Linked DNA regions of Mus musculus: region 1 is linked to region 2. A link is a contact called in public HiChIP or PLAC-seq data. All regions are on one chromosome and are shown on one strand. The core of a region is the stretch at or near the end of the contact, and the rest is flanking DNA. Distances in the headings are between cores, read along the strand shown.

What was found. HiChIP or PLAC-seq counts read pairs in DNA pulled down with a chosen protein or histone mark.
Region 1: a contact with region 2 is called in a CTCF HiChIP or PLAC-seq map of CD8 T cells, with 8 read pairs. The contact joins two enhancer-like sites. A contact is called at or near these places in 3 of 15 datasets of contacts at CTCF or cohesin (CD8 T cells, the NIH/3T3 cell line and large pre-B cells), 41 of 484 Hi-C or Micro-C datasets (2-cell embryo, 8-cell embryo, the AML12 cell line and 28 more), 16 of 115 datasets of contacts at active chromatin or transcription factors (CD8 T cells, the HPC-7 cell line, the NIH/3T3 cell line and 13 more) and 3 of 9 other capture datasets (embryonic stem cells, embryonic tail and embryonic trunk).

What each region holds. Positions count from the first base shown.
Region 1 is chr1:43,239,919-43,245,844 of GRCm38.p6, reverse strand. No RefSeq gene overlaps it. Among named protein-coding and RNA genes, the nearest start is that of Gm29040, 18 kb to the left of the region's middle. Within about 2 kb of position 3,969, at least 57 of the 459 cell types and tissues checked have an H3K27ac peak or open chromatin away from gene starts, as enhancers often do. A contact at or near this core is called in CD8 T cells and regulatory T cells, where this site is marked.
Region 2 is chr1:43,141,122-43,147,535 of GRCm38.p6, reverse strand. Fhl2 (four and a half LIM domains 2) reads left to right here. Exons shown (of 6, transcript NM_010212.4): 3 at 5,664-5,838. Among named protein-coding and RNA genes, the nearest start is that of Fhl2, 20 kb to the left of the region's middle. Within about 2 kb of position 2,970, at least 57 of the 459 cell types and tissues checked have an H3K27ac peak or open chromatin away from gene starts, as enhancers often do. A contact at or near this core is called in CD8 T cells and regulatory T cells, where this site is marked.

The DNA of each region.
Region 1 (5,926 bases), core at 2,720-5,219, 97 kb before region 2:
TACCAAACGAGAAGTTTTAAAAATAAAACTGTAATAGTAGCGATGAAAATTCCATTAGACATTTGAAAGTTTAAAATAGAGAAAAACATTTCAGAATTGTATAAAACAGAACCATGTTGGCTGAGCACTTCACCAAAATGGATGCAACCATCGGATTTACCTTCCACCATCTTTGTTTGTGACATCATGAAAATTGTCATAACCAAGTGATTTCACCATCTTAGTCAGTGCAACCATGGATCTTGAACCAAGTGGCGTCACCCATAAAACTTTTAGCCCCATGGAACCCTCAGGGGATCACCCTTTATATTAGACTAACAAAATAACACCAGACTTCCCTGGTTGTTTTCTGGGGTTACTGTTTGTTTGTTTTAGTTTTTTTATTGTTGTTTGATATAATTTTGACACATTGTTTTATACGACATATTTACTGATTTCTAGAAAGAACTTTAAAGGTTTCCTAGCCATGTGCCTTCAACACTAGCCAGGTATCCAAGGCAGCTGATAGTTTGAAATTGCTAGACGCAAAGCTCATGTGAATTTACATCAGTCTAGAACTGAGTCTCTGAGATTCATAGATCCCTAGGGAAGCCAGAAGAATCTGTTGCCAGGCTCCAATAACAGCTGGAGGCAGAGAGCCTGTGTGGGCTGGAGGCTGGAGATGCACGCTGTCCTGGACCTCAGTGTCTTCTCTTTCTGCAGAGCATGCATTTCCAAGTCTGTTATTTTCCAGCTGAAATACTCAGGACTTCTCTGCTCCAAACTTGTCTATTTTTGTTTCTGTCCCACTGCATGCTGGGAACCCATACTTTTGTTTTTGCTTTCTTTTTTAATTAATTAACTAATTAATTAATTTACATCCCAAACACTACTCCCCATGTCCCTCCTTCACAGGGGTCCCTCCCTCGCCCCTTCTCTGCTGAGAGGGTGGGGGTCTCCTAGGTATCCCCCCCACCTGGCACGTCAAGTCTCTTCCAGATTACCTGCAACCTCTACCACTGAGATCAGCCAGGACAGCCATGAAAACTGAGCTGCCTGTCTGCTACATATGTGCTAGAGGCCTTTGCAACCCATGTATGTTCTTTGATTGGTGGCTTAGATTCTGAAAGCCCTCAGGACTCTAGGTTTGTTGACTCTGTTGGTCTTCCTTTGGGGTTCCCATCTACTTTAGGGCTTTCAATCCTTCCCCTAACTCTTCCATAAGTGTCCCTGACTTCTGTCTAATGTATGGCTGTGAGCATCTGCATCTGTTTCAGTCAGCTGCACACAAGCATAACAGAGTATCATTAAGTGTCAGGGATTGGTGCTGGCAAACCAGTTGGCTTTGCAGTTGGGCTGGTTCTTTGTTGGCCTTTCCTTCAGTCTCTGCTCCATCCCTGCATTTCTTTTAGAAAGGACAAATATTGGGTCTAAAGGTTTGTGAGTGGGTTGATGTCCTTATCCCTCTGAGACTAGGGGTTCTACCTGGCTGCAGAAAGTGGCCTCTTCAGGTTCCATGTCCCCGCTCTTAGGCATCTCAACTTAGGTCACCTATGTTGACTACTGGGAGCCTCCCCTAGCCCAGGTCTCTGGAACTTCTTAGAGATTCTCCTCCCACCCAACCCCCCCCCCCAAACAGCTGCAGAGTTCTATTCACTCTCCTGGCTCTTTGGGTCTCTCTCCTGTCTGCCCCCATACCTGAACCTGCCTCCCTATCGCCCTCCCCCAAGTTCCCTCCCTCCCTCTGCCTCCTATGATTATTTTGTTTCCCCTTCTAAGTGTGATTCAAACATCCCTGCTTGGACCATCCTTCTTGTTTAACTTCTTTGGGTTTGTGGGGTATATCATGGGCATTCTGTACTATATGGCTACAATCCACTTATCAGTGAATACATATCATGCATATTCTTTTGAGTCTGGGTTACCTCACTCAGGATGGTATTTTCTAGTTCCATCCATTTGCCTGCAAAATTCATGATGTCGTTGTTTTTAATAGTTGAATAGCATTCCATTGTGTAAATGGGCCACATTTTCTGTATCCATTCTTTGGCTGAGGGATATCTGGGTTGTTTCTAGTTTCTGCTTATTATGAATAAAGCTTCTATAAACATAGTGGAGCATGTGCCCTTGTGGTATGATGGAGCTCTTTTGGGTATCTGCCCAACAACACTATAGCTGTGTCTTCAGGTAGAACTATTTTCAACTTTCTAAGAAACTGTCAGATTGATTTCTAGAGTGATTGTACCAGTTTGCAGTCCCACCAGCAATGGAGGAGTGTTCCTCTTTCTCCACATCCTTGCTACCATGTGCTGTCCCTTGGGTTTTTGATTTTAACTATTCTGATTGGTGAAAGGTAGAATCTCAGGGTCGTTTTGATTTGCATTCCCGATGACTAAGGATGTTGAATATTTCTTTAAGTGCTTCTCGACTATCTGCGATTCCTCTGTTGAGAATTCTCTGTTTAGTTCTGTGCCCTGCTTTTAAAAACTGGGTTATTTGGTTTGTTGGAGTTTAACTTCTTTTTTTTTTAAATTATTAGGTATTTATTTCATTTACATTTCCAATGCTATCCCAAAAGTCCCCCAAACGCTCCCCCACCCACTCCCCCACCCTCCCACTCCCACTTCTTGGTCCTGGCGTTCCCCTGTACTGAGGCATATAAAGTTTGCACGACCAATGGGCCTCTCTTTCCACTGATGGCCGACTAGGCCATCTTCTAATACATATGCAGCTAGAGACACGAGCTCCGGGAGGTACTGGTTAGTTCATATTGTTGTTCCACCCATAGGGTTGCAGATCCCTTTAGCTCCTTGGTTACTTTCTCTAGCTCCTCCATTGGGGGCCCTGTGATCCATCCAATAGCTGACTGTGAGCATCCACTTATGTGTTTGCTAAGCCCTGGCATAGTCTCACGAGAAACAGCTCTATCTGGGTCCTTTCAGCAAAATCTTGCTAGTGTATACAATGGTGTCAGCATTTAGAAGCTGATTATGGGATGGATCCCCGGATATGGCAGTTTCTAGATGGTCCATCCTTTTGTCTCAGCTTCAAACTTTGTCTCTGTAACTCCTTCCATGGGTGTTTTGTTCCCAATTGTAAGAAGGGGCAAAGTGTCCACACTTTGGTCTTCATTCTTCTTGAGTTTCATGTGTTTTGCAAACTTCTTGAGTTCTTTATATATTTTGAATATTAGCCCTCTGTCTGATGTAAGTTACTGAAGATCTTTTCCCAACCTGTAGGTTACCATTTTGTCCTGTTGACAGTGTCTTTTGCCTTACAGAATCTTTTTTTGTTTCCTGAGGTCCCATTTATCAATTGTTGATCTTAGGGCCTGAACAATTGGTGTTCTGTTCAGGAAATTGTCTCTTATATCAATGTTCACTCTGGTCTCTCCCAAATGTTTCTGTCTCTTCCCCTTTCTGTATTCTCCCTTGCATCCACAATGAACCTCCTCTACCATACCCAGGAGCAGCCATGCCTTCCTTTTTCTTTTCTTCATTCAATGGTTAAATGTCTCCTCTCTGTCCCTCTCTGCAAACCATCTGAATGGAACCTCTCACTGTTTCTAGCCAGTCCAACAGCTTTCAACAGGCCTGAAAACAGATCTTGGTTTCATCATTGGCACTTAGGGTTATATCTTTAGATGGAGCAGGGTTAAGAACAGGAGATAGAAATTGGCTAGACAGTTTAGAATTTAAAAGATCCCAAAGCAAAGTCACCAGTTTCTTTTCTTGACTGAAAGCTAAAAATGTCCTTGGGATTTTTGGCAGCTTCATCCTTGCCAGAGGCCATATATGCCGAAAGTGTTTGGGGGGAGCTCTGATTTCTGATCTTGTTTCTGTAAGACTGTAGGGTTACCTCTAAAGGAGACCAGTAGTTAGACATAGCAATGCTTATTAAGAAAAAACTCATAATCAGGATAGGCCTGGGTGGAGACCTAATGTTCCAATGGGGCCAGGTCACTATCTTAGTCAAGGACCCCTAGGACAGCAGGGTCACAATAAGCCATGCGGAAGAAATAGTTGGAATAATGAACTCCTTGTTCTTGATAATTAGCTCAGGCTTATCAAGTCAGCTATTATTAAGTGCCCCCACCCTCACCCCCTACCACAGCTGCCCACACACACAGCAATTTCTTACATAAGACATGACAAAGAGAACCAACATCTTAATGAGTTTGAAGAAAAAGAATGTTTAAAAATCAGAGGAGGGATTTGTAAGAAACACTAAATATGAGCCTTTTCTGTTCAATGAACTTTAAAGTTTTTCTGTCTCCTAACCTTGTGAAACCTTTATGCAAATGTCTTGATCTCTCCACCCAGTAAAACCTTTGTTTACAGAAAGGCTCTTGAGTTGGAGGAACTTGATGACCTGTGTGCTGTCCTCTTTTCTTCATTTCCTGTGTGCTGATTCCTATCAGACTAGCCAATCTGTGAGGTCAGACTCCAGCCAGTAGGGAGACATCACGGCCATCACCTACATTAGAGTAAAAACCAAGCGAACTTCCTGTCTAGAGTACTTCCTCTTTGTAACATAGTCTTGATCAAGAGTTAAGTTTTGCTTCAAGACACTTCAAAATAAATATATTTTTTTAAGCAGAGAAAATGTTGGTGTGGGGTGGGGGGCTTAGTGGGAAAATTAGTGGATCCATTTGAGATAGAAGTTCCATGAAGAGCAAACAGATGATGGAAGTGAGAAAATAATCGGTAACATAATATAAGAAAATTCCCAGGAAAGATGAGCAATATGTTTGGAGAAGTATGTTTGGAAACAACAGAAACACCAACAAACAGACAAGAGTCATGATGATAAAGTTACAAAACATCCCGGACTGTGAGAAGTCCTAACTTTCTACAGAAAGTAAAACAGCAAAATCAACAGATGACATTGGATGGGGGCAGAGCGGGGGAACAGGAGTTCACCAACAGAAAACCTCCATTAGAAACATCGAGGAAGTAAATCTCAGGGGGAAATCTCCTTCTTAGAATTCTACCTCCACCCAATCAAGCAACAATGTTCGAGAGGAATTGACTCTAGGATCTCCTGTGAGTGCTAAAATCCACAGATATTCCAGTCTTTGCTATAAAATAGTGGGGTGCTTCCATATAGCCTCCACACCTTCTCCCATACACTACAAATCCTCTCTACCCTACTTATCAGATCCATACCCCGAGGTATTATTAGCTCCCTCCTAGTAAATGCTTGTATCAGCAGAAGAACCTCACCTCAAGCAGAGGGGGAAGTTATCAGTTCATCCCTGAGGAGGCAGGTGTTAATTCAGAAGAGATTTGGGCAAAAGGCCCTGGGTTTTGATCATCAAAGGATGACCAGGAAATAAGACCACAAGTAGTGGTCTCATTTTCAGAGCATCAAGGTCATGGGAGATACTGGTTTTCATAACACTGCCATAAAGTATGCGTGGGAAATAGAAAGTGAATGATGCTCCAGTTGGGGTATGTCAAGAACACTGCACTTAGCTTAGGGGTGACATCTCAAAGGAGCTTTAGAAGAAGAAACACAAACACGTACTAAAAAAAAAATCTTATGCTTGTGAGAGTGTTTAGAGAAAATGAGAAGAGTGAACCTGGAGACAAGAAGGTAAAGATATGACACCATAAACTTTATTGTAGCTATAGACCTGTTATGAAGACAAAGAATAGTTTGTAATGAGTGTGTCTAAAGCCAGATTCATGTCTGAAGTCCTCTGATCGGGTGGGGCTCTGCTTATGAGCTCCCAATGGCACATCTGTCTAGATCATTGTGAATGTCCCTTAGTGGAGCTACTACCAACTGTGACCTACAGGGAGGCCATGGGTGTGTGCTACCTTCATATCCCTAGCTGTCAGAAACCATGCCTGACATGTGGCAGGCACTTCAAGTCAGGGGTAGGTGGATTGGGGCTTAATATAGCTTTGGCTCAAAGAACATAAAGATATAGAAGTGACCT
Region 2 (6,414 bases), core at 1,721-4,220:
ATTAATAATCTCACATTGTGGTTGGCTATAGGTATCTAAAAGTATGGAAATTAAAAATGTAGTAAAGGGTGAATATTGGATTTATTTGGAAAATCTTTAAAAAAAAACACTATATTTAAAGGAAACAATAATTCAGGGCCTTCAAAGTGAGGAGTAAAGCTGGCTGACTGAGTACTAAAAACAAAAAACTAACTCTCTGCTCAAAAAGCCCCAGACAGCAACCTGCAGCGGTATGCTCAAGGCAGGACCCTGAAGCAGATTTGCCAAGTCTTATACCTTGTTCCATCTTCAACAAGTTGTGTGACAGGCACTGGCTCTGTCACCTATGACTCTCCATTTCCATGTCTATCAAATGAGGTTGCTTATCTCCCAGAACTGTCAGGGAAATAGACAGTGCGAGGAGATTGTTCTTCTCGGGGACAGTGTGTGACAGCCATTCTTTCTCCTGCTATCCATTCCTCCGGACTCCATTTGCAAGGATCTGAAAGAACAGAATGGAAAAAGGATCACCCTGTAGTCCCAAAGCCGAGAGCACCTTCTTGGCAAGCTGGGCAGGACTGATGCGCAAATCCCCTCACACTCTGATATCAGTCTGTTTGAGAAGCAGTTAGTTTGGGGAAATGACAGCCAAACATCTCCTAGCATTCGTGGAAGGCCACGCAGAGGAGCCATTGAAAGGTAGCCGGCTGCAGTAGGGACCCTAGTGCTACAGCCTTTTGGGTCACAGGCTCTCCCAGGGCTCAGCTGAAGTCCTAACAAGGGTACATTTGGAGGGAAGCAACAAGCGTGTCCTAGATGAGGGGTGTTCTTAAAGTGAAAGCTATCGCATGAAGAGAAATGTTTGTGCTGTTCTCCCATGTGGATCACATTTTACAGCAGTCTGTGACCCTCCTGTGAGCTCAAGGTTAGCCTTAGTGGTTTTGTTTTTGTTTTTCTGGGAAATAGAAACTGTCTTTTCCCTTCTTTTTTCCAATCTCTCTAGAAAACTTCTCTCTGAGTCTCTGTCTCCTCCCCCTCCCTCTTCTTCTCCCTCTGCTTCTATCTATCTCTGTCTTTTTCTTCAGTGCTGGGATGTGCATAGGGCTTTATGCATGCTAAGCCAGTTCAAGCTAACCTGCCCCTTAGCATCTAAATATTATCAATGCTCATGATGTATTATGGTCCTCCTCAGTATCTGGAAGAGACTGTGGGTGCAGGATCTCTTTGAAAGGGATCGAGTCTCTTATACAGACTAGTCCAGCATTTGCACGGAACCACACACAGCCTCCAGTATTCTGTAAACTGTCTCTAGATTACCTGTGATACTCACCGCAGTACAAATACTATATGAAGAATTGGGTTGTATTCTTTAGGGGATATTAGCCCCCCCAAAGTATGAATGTTCAATACAGATGAAATTTTAGTTTTGAATCTTTTTTGTCTGTGGTTGTTTGGATCCAAGGATTCAGAACCTATGCTTGTCAGGGCCGTGTGTACAAAAATATGTAGAAAAAAATGAACTAGTCAACACTACTTGGCACGGTGCTAATCATGAAAGCTGAAGTTCTGTTTGTGGCTGTGAATCTGAAGAATGGAAAGATCACTTGGCACTGGATCTTCATGATAAATATTTGGCAGGTAGAGTCAAACATTGGCCAGGTTTGACCTATTATCTTAATTTTTGAGTGGTATTTTTTGGATTGTCTCTGAGCCCTGGGAAATCCTGGGACTAAGTAAGACTAAAGACACTGAAACCAAATGGGCCTGGAAGCCTCTCTGTGCTCTTCAGTCTCAGTCACCATCTTCTCACACAAGCCCTTTGCCCACTTCCTGATTAATACAGCAAGCTCCGGGACTAGGTGGAAGCTGAGATGGTATCAAGTGATCTCAGAGTCAAAGAGCACAGCCTCAGAGCTCCAGGAATTGCCCAATGGCCTCATGGGTGAGGTGTGGCTTTCAAAGAAATGCAGAGGTTCTGTGTTGGCCAGGGCACTGGGCGGACTCTCGAAGGACAGGTAAGATGTGTGCTCTGTGTGCAGCTGAGCAAATGGACGGGTAAAAGTGCTGGGGCAAGCCCAGGCTGGGCGAGCATGCAGGGACTGACTTGGAAAAGGCTGACACTGATGTACCACCTTTATGAAATAAAATAAAACGGAAGCACAGTTTGGTTTGTTGAATCAGTAAAGGTGGAAATTTGGGGGTTGGAGGGTGGGGAATGCCTGGGGAAACATAACTTTTTGCATCCTAGTGTCAAATCTGCTCAAGAATAAACACAAAGTCTTATCTCATAGGGTAATTGTATGGCTCAAAATAGGCAAGTTGAATTTAGAAACATATTTTTAGATTATAAGAACTAAAGGAAGTTTGAAAGCACTATACAAAATTATCGAGCACTGGAATTCTTACTGTGGAGATTTTAAGATGTTAAAATTTTTAAATAGGGTGTGGTAGCTCATACTTGGAACCCTTGCTCACGGGAGGCCAAGAAAGAGGATGCTGAGTTTGAGGCTTGGTCTCTCTGGTAAGCTAAAAAACAAACAAAACAACAAAAACAAAACAAAACAAAACAAAAAACCCAAGGAGACACAAGAAAGAAAGAAAAAAAAAATTCTGATTTTTTATTACCATCTCCGTGTGGAAATTTAGTGCCGGTGAGTGACACTTTGAGGTCACTGCTTTCGTGGTTGACTGTGAGCTGGCACTCACTAGACGGTTTCTACGTAGCAGAAGCTGCCACAAGCGCTTTGTGTGTTTACTGTTTCTGTCACAGCCGAGAGCGGGCACCTGCCCTCTGTATTCTCAGTGAGAAGCCTGGGGTTGAGGGGCTTGCTTCTTGCCCTAGCTATGCAGCTGGTAGGTGGAGGATCAAGGGTATAATTGGTCTGGCTCTTGGGCCCCTGAGCTTAATTGTTGAGTCTCCTGCTTCTGTGACCTCAGGGGTACCCAGCCCCCAATAGCATTAGTCATGTAAGGCATATGACACACAGGAGACCTTCCTACTGCCTGCACATCACACATACTCCGATGTTGAGCCAGAAAGTCCATCACCAACTCTAGCTGGAACAGGGGAATCCCCTGAAACAGGGATTCCCCCCACCCCACCCTTTACACCCCACCTCCAGGACCTGCCAGCAATGGTGGTACAACGCTGTTTAGTGGTATTTTCCTTTTTGGTCTACCACTGACTTCAGGCATATAATCAGAGGCTGACATTTACCTACAGAGAAAACATTTTGTGAGGGTCCATGATTTGCTGAAGTATGATACCCCAGACTCAAATAGTATGTAAATGCAAAGAATGCTTTATTCTGCAGAAGTCCAGCATGCTGGGGTCTCTCATTACCAAGATAGGGAAACAAACAAGTGTGTTCAAAGACCCGATTAGGGCATTCTGGGGAAGGTGACCCTTATCTTACTCCATCTCTAGGGACATTGCATTACCAGGGCATGGGGGCTGGAAACTCTTGCTGAGGACATTGCTGAGGAAGTCTGGAAACTGTTGTTAACCCATCGTCCTTGCCTTAGACTAGGTGTTGGGGCAGCTTCTGAGGCCTGGACTTGCCTGGACTTGCCCATTTCTTGGAAACAAATATGTATGACTAGTCTCCTTTACTGCTAGTTTGAAGCCTGTCATAGAATCAGCCTAGTGTTCTCAATTTCTGTCAGAAAGGTTTAAGAATGATCAATATGTACTATGTTATCTATGTTGAGTGTGTGCATGCACAAGAGAGACAGGTGAGTTCGGAAGGCCTCAGGAAACGTGCACTGAGAGCCACGTTCACGAGAGGACAGCAGGGATGGCTCTGTCTGACTCTTCATAGACTTTCTGTGATCTCTGCATGCCTGACTTGGCTCTCTGAGTGGGATGGGCCATGTCCATCTAGAGGACATGACAGTGTTCATATTTAAGGTCAAACTTTCAAGTGTCAAATGACTGTCAGCTAGGCAGTCTTTAACCACAGCTGTGTTTTTGTTGTAGAAATGTTCTGAGTTTCCGTAAAACCTTAGACCAATTAGAGCATTCAGCTGGTTTCTCTGCAAATGTCTCATAACACCAATGCAAAGGACTCTGTCCTTCTCGATAGTCTGTGTGGGACTGGTGACATCTGGTGGCACACTCTCTGCCTCCAGCCTACAGTTCTGAGATGTGAGAGCTGAGCTCTTCTCATCGCCATGCATTTGCTCTACCATCATGGCTTCTAATCCCCCAAAACTTTAAGCCCAATTAAATACTTTATGTTATCTTGATTGTGGTGTTCTGTCACAGCGAAAAGTAACAAAATTGTGCAGCTTTTCTCCTTGCTAGCTAAAAGTGACCCCTTGGTGTGTGCAGTGCCCACTCCCTGAGCAGAGTTGCTGCCAGGTGACAGTAGGCCACCTTACAAGAAAGGCTTCTGACTTCTCTCTTTCACTTCTGTCCAATGGTGGGTGGCCGTGGAAAGCAATCTGTAGCCTTTCCACCGAAAACCCTCATTAGTGGGATGACGTATTACAGCGGAAGGCCAGCTAACTTCTGAAAAAGCTGGCCCTTTTCAACGCCCATCTGGTATGGTTCAGTGAGTGGAAACCATACCACAGCCTGACTTGGGTACATGCCAGCTGTGTGACTGTGGAGAAGCTTAGAAGTGTCTCTGAGCTTCAGTACTAACTATATTTCAGGGCTATGCAGTATCGTGAGCTTACAACATGGTCCTAATTACCATCATTCACCGTGCAAATATCTGCCGTTTATTTTCTGTTTGTTTTATTTTGTCTGCTACTTGGGCCCCATAAGGGGTTTAAGTTTAAAAATGGGGAATATGTATGGAAAGAGTCCAGGTTATACCTAATCCCAAATGATACCAATATATGTATATGACATATCATATAATGATAATGTACACATTGCATGAGCTTAGCAGTTTGTAGTGACTTAACACACCGACAGGTGGTCTCAAATTAAAGCAGATTATATTGCATTTCACTTATCAAAATATACAACGAAGTACATATGATCTCCCCACCAAATTTTTTTTTCTTCTAAAATTACTTTCAGTATTTAACCTTCAAAAGACAGGTTTAGGTTTCTGCTCTCTCACTGCCTACTCTCATCATACTTAGACTTACGGGAGTCCAGCATGTGTGTCAGCCATGTCTCTGATCCATCTCTTCAAAGGACCAACCCACTGACATGGAGAGAACTGGGTTCAGAGGAACGTGAACCTCTCAGAAACAAGGCCTCCTAGTTCAGTGTCTAAGTTAGGGTTTCTCATGCTGTGAGAAAACAGCAAGACCAAAAGAGACATCCAAAGGAGAGGCTTGTTTCAGCTTACAACTCTCAGCCCACACTCCATCACTAAAGGAGGTCAGAGCAGGAACAGGGAGGCAGTAACAGATACAGAGGCAGAGGAGAAGAGCTGATTGCTGGCTTGTCACTTCCGCGTGGCTTGCTTAGCCTGCTTTTTAAATAGCACACAGGACCACCAGCCCATAGTAAGTTGGTCTCTCCCATATCAATCACCAATCAAGAAAATACAGCACAGGCTTGTCCACAGGCAAATCTGCCGTCCTTCCTCGCCCTCCCCCTCCCTCTCTTACCCACCCACTCCAGCAATGTAGTGCACCAAGGCCCCTGTGCTCTGAGTCAGACAGTAGTGTCACCTCTCCTGTCCCGCCTCTGACGATTTGTGTGTCTGCCTCTCTAGGACTTGTCCTACAAGGATCGGCACTGGCATGAAGGCTGCTTCCATTGCTCCCGGTGTGGAAGCTCGCTGGTGGACAAGCCCTTTGCTGCCAAGGAGGAACAGCTGCTGTGCACCGACTGCTATTCCAATGAATACTCGTCCAAGTGCCAGGAATGCAAGAAAACCATCATGCCAGGTCAGAACGCATGCCTTTATCATTCGCATGTGGCACTGAGCCAGGTCAGCGATGGACTGTGGGGTGGGACTCTCAGTTGTCCAGAGACAGACACTGGTGTTGATACTTCAGTGCTGGGCCCTGAACACAGGATATGTTAATCGATCTCAGATGCAGGGGTGTGACTGGGAGAGGATGTCGCACGCCTTTGATCCCAGCACTTGGTAGGCAGAAGCAGGCAGAGTTTGGTCTACAGAGCAAGTTCCAGGACATCCAAGGCCTGTCTCAACCCCTACCCCTCAAAAGGTGGGGGGTGGGAGAGGAGTGAGGTGTATCATTAAGAGAAGTGGAATTCCTGTTCGGTCAGCCTTTGATATCTCAGGAATTGGGTTCAGCTACCAACACCCACAGGTTCTCAAGCACCCTATGCAGAATGCCTCCTTCTTATATAAAACATTTCCACAAATATTTAAAATAATCTGCAAGTGGTGTATGAACACTGTTATGCTGTGTGGTGTAATGACAGACGTCTGTATACGTTCTCTAGTGGATATAATTATTTTCTTTGGGGACTCTTGATCTGCGGTTGGTTGGCCA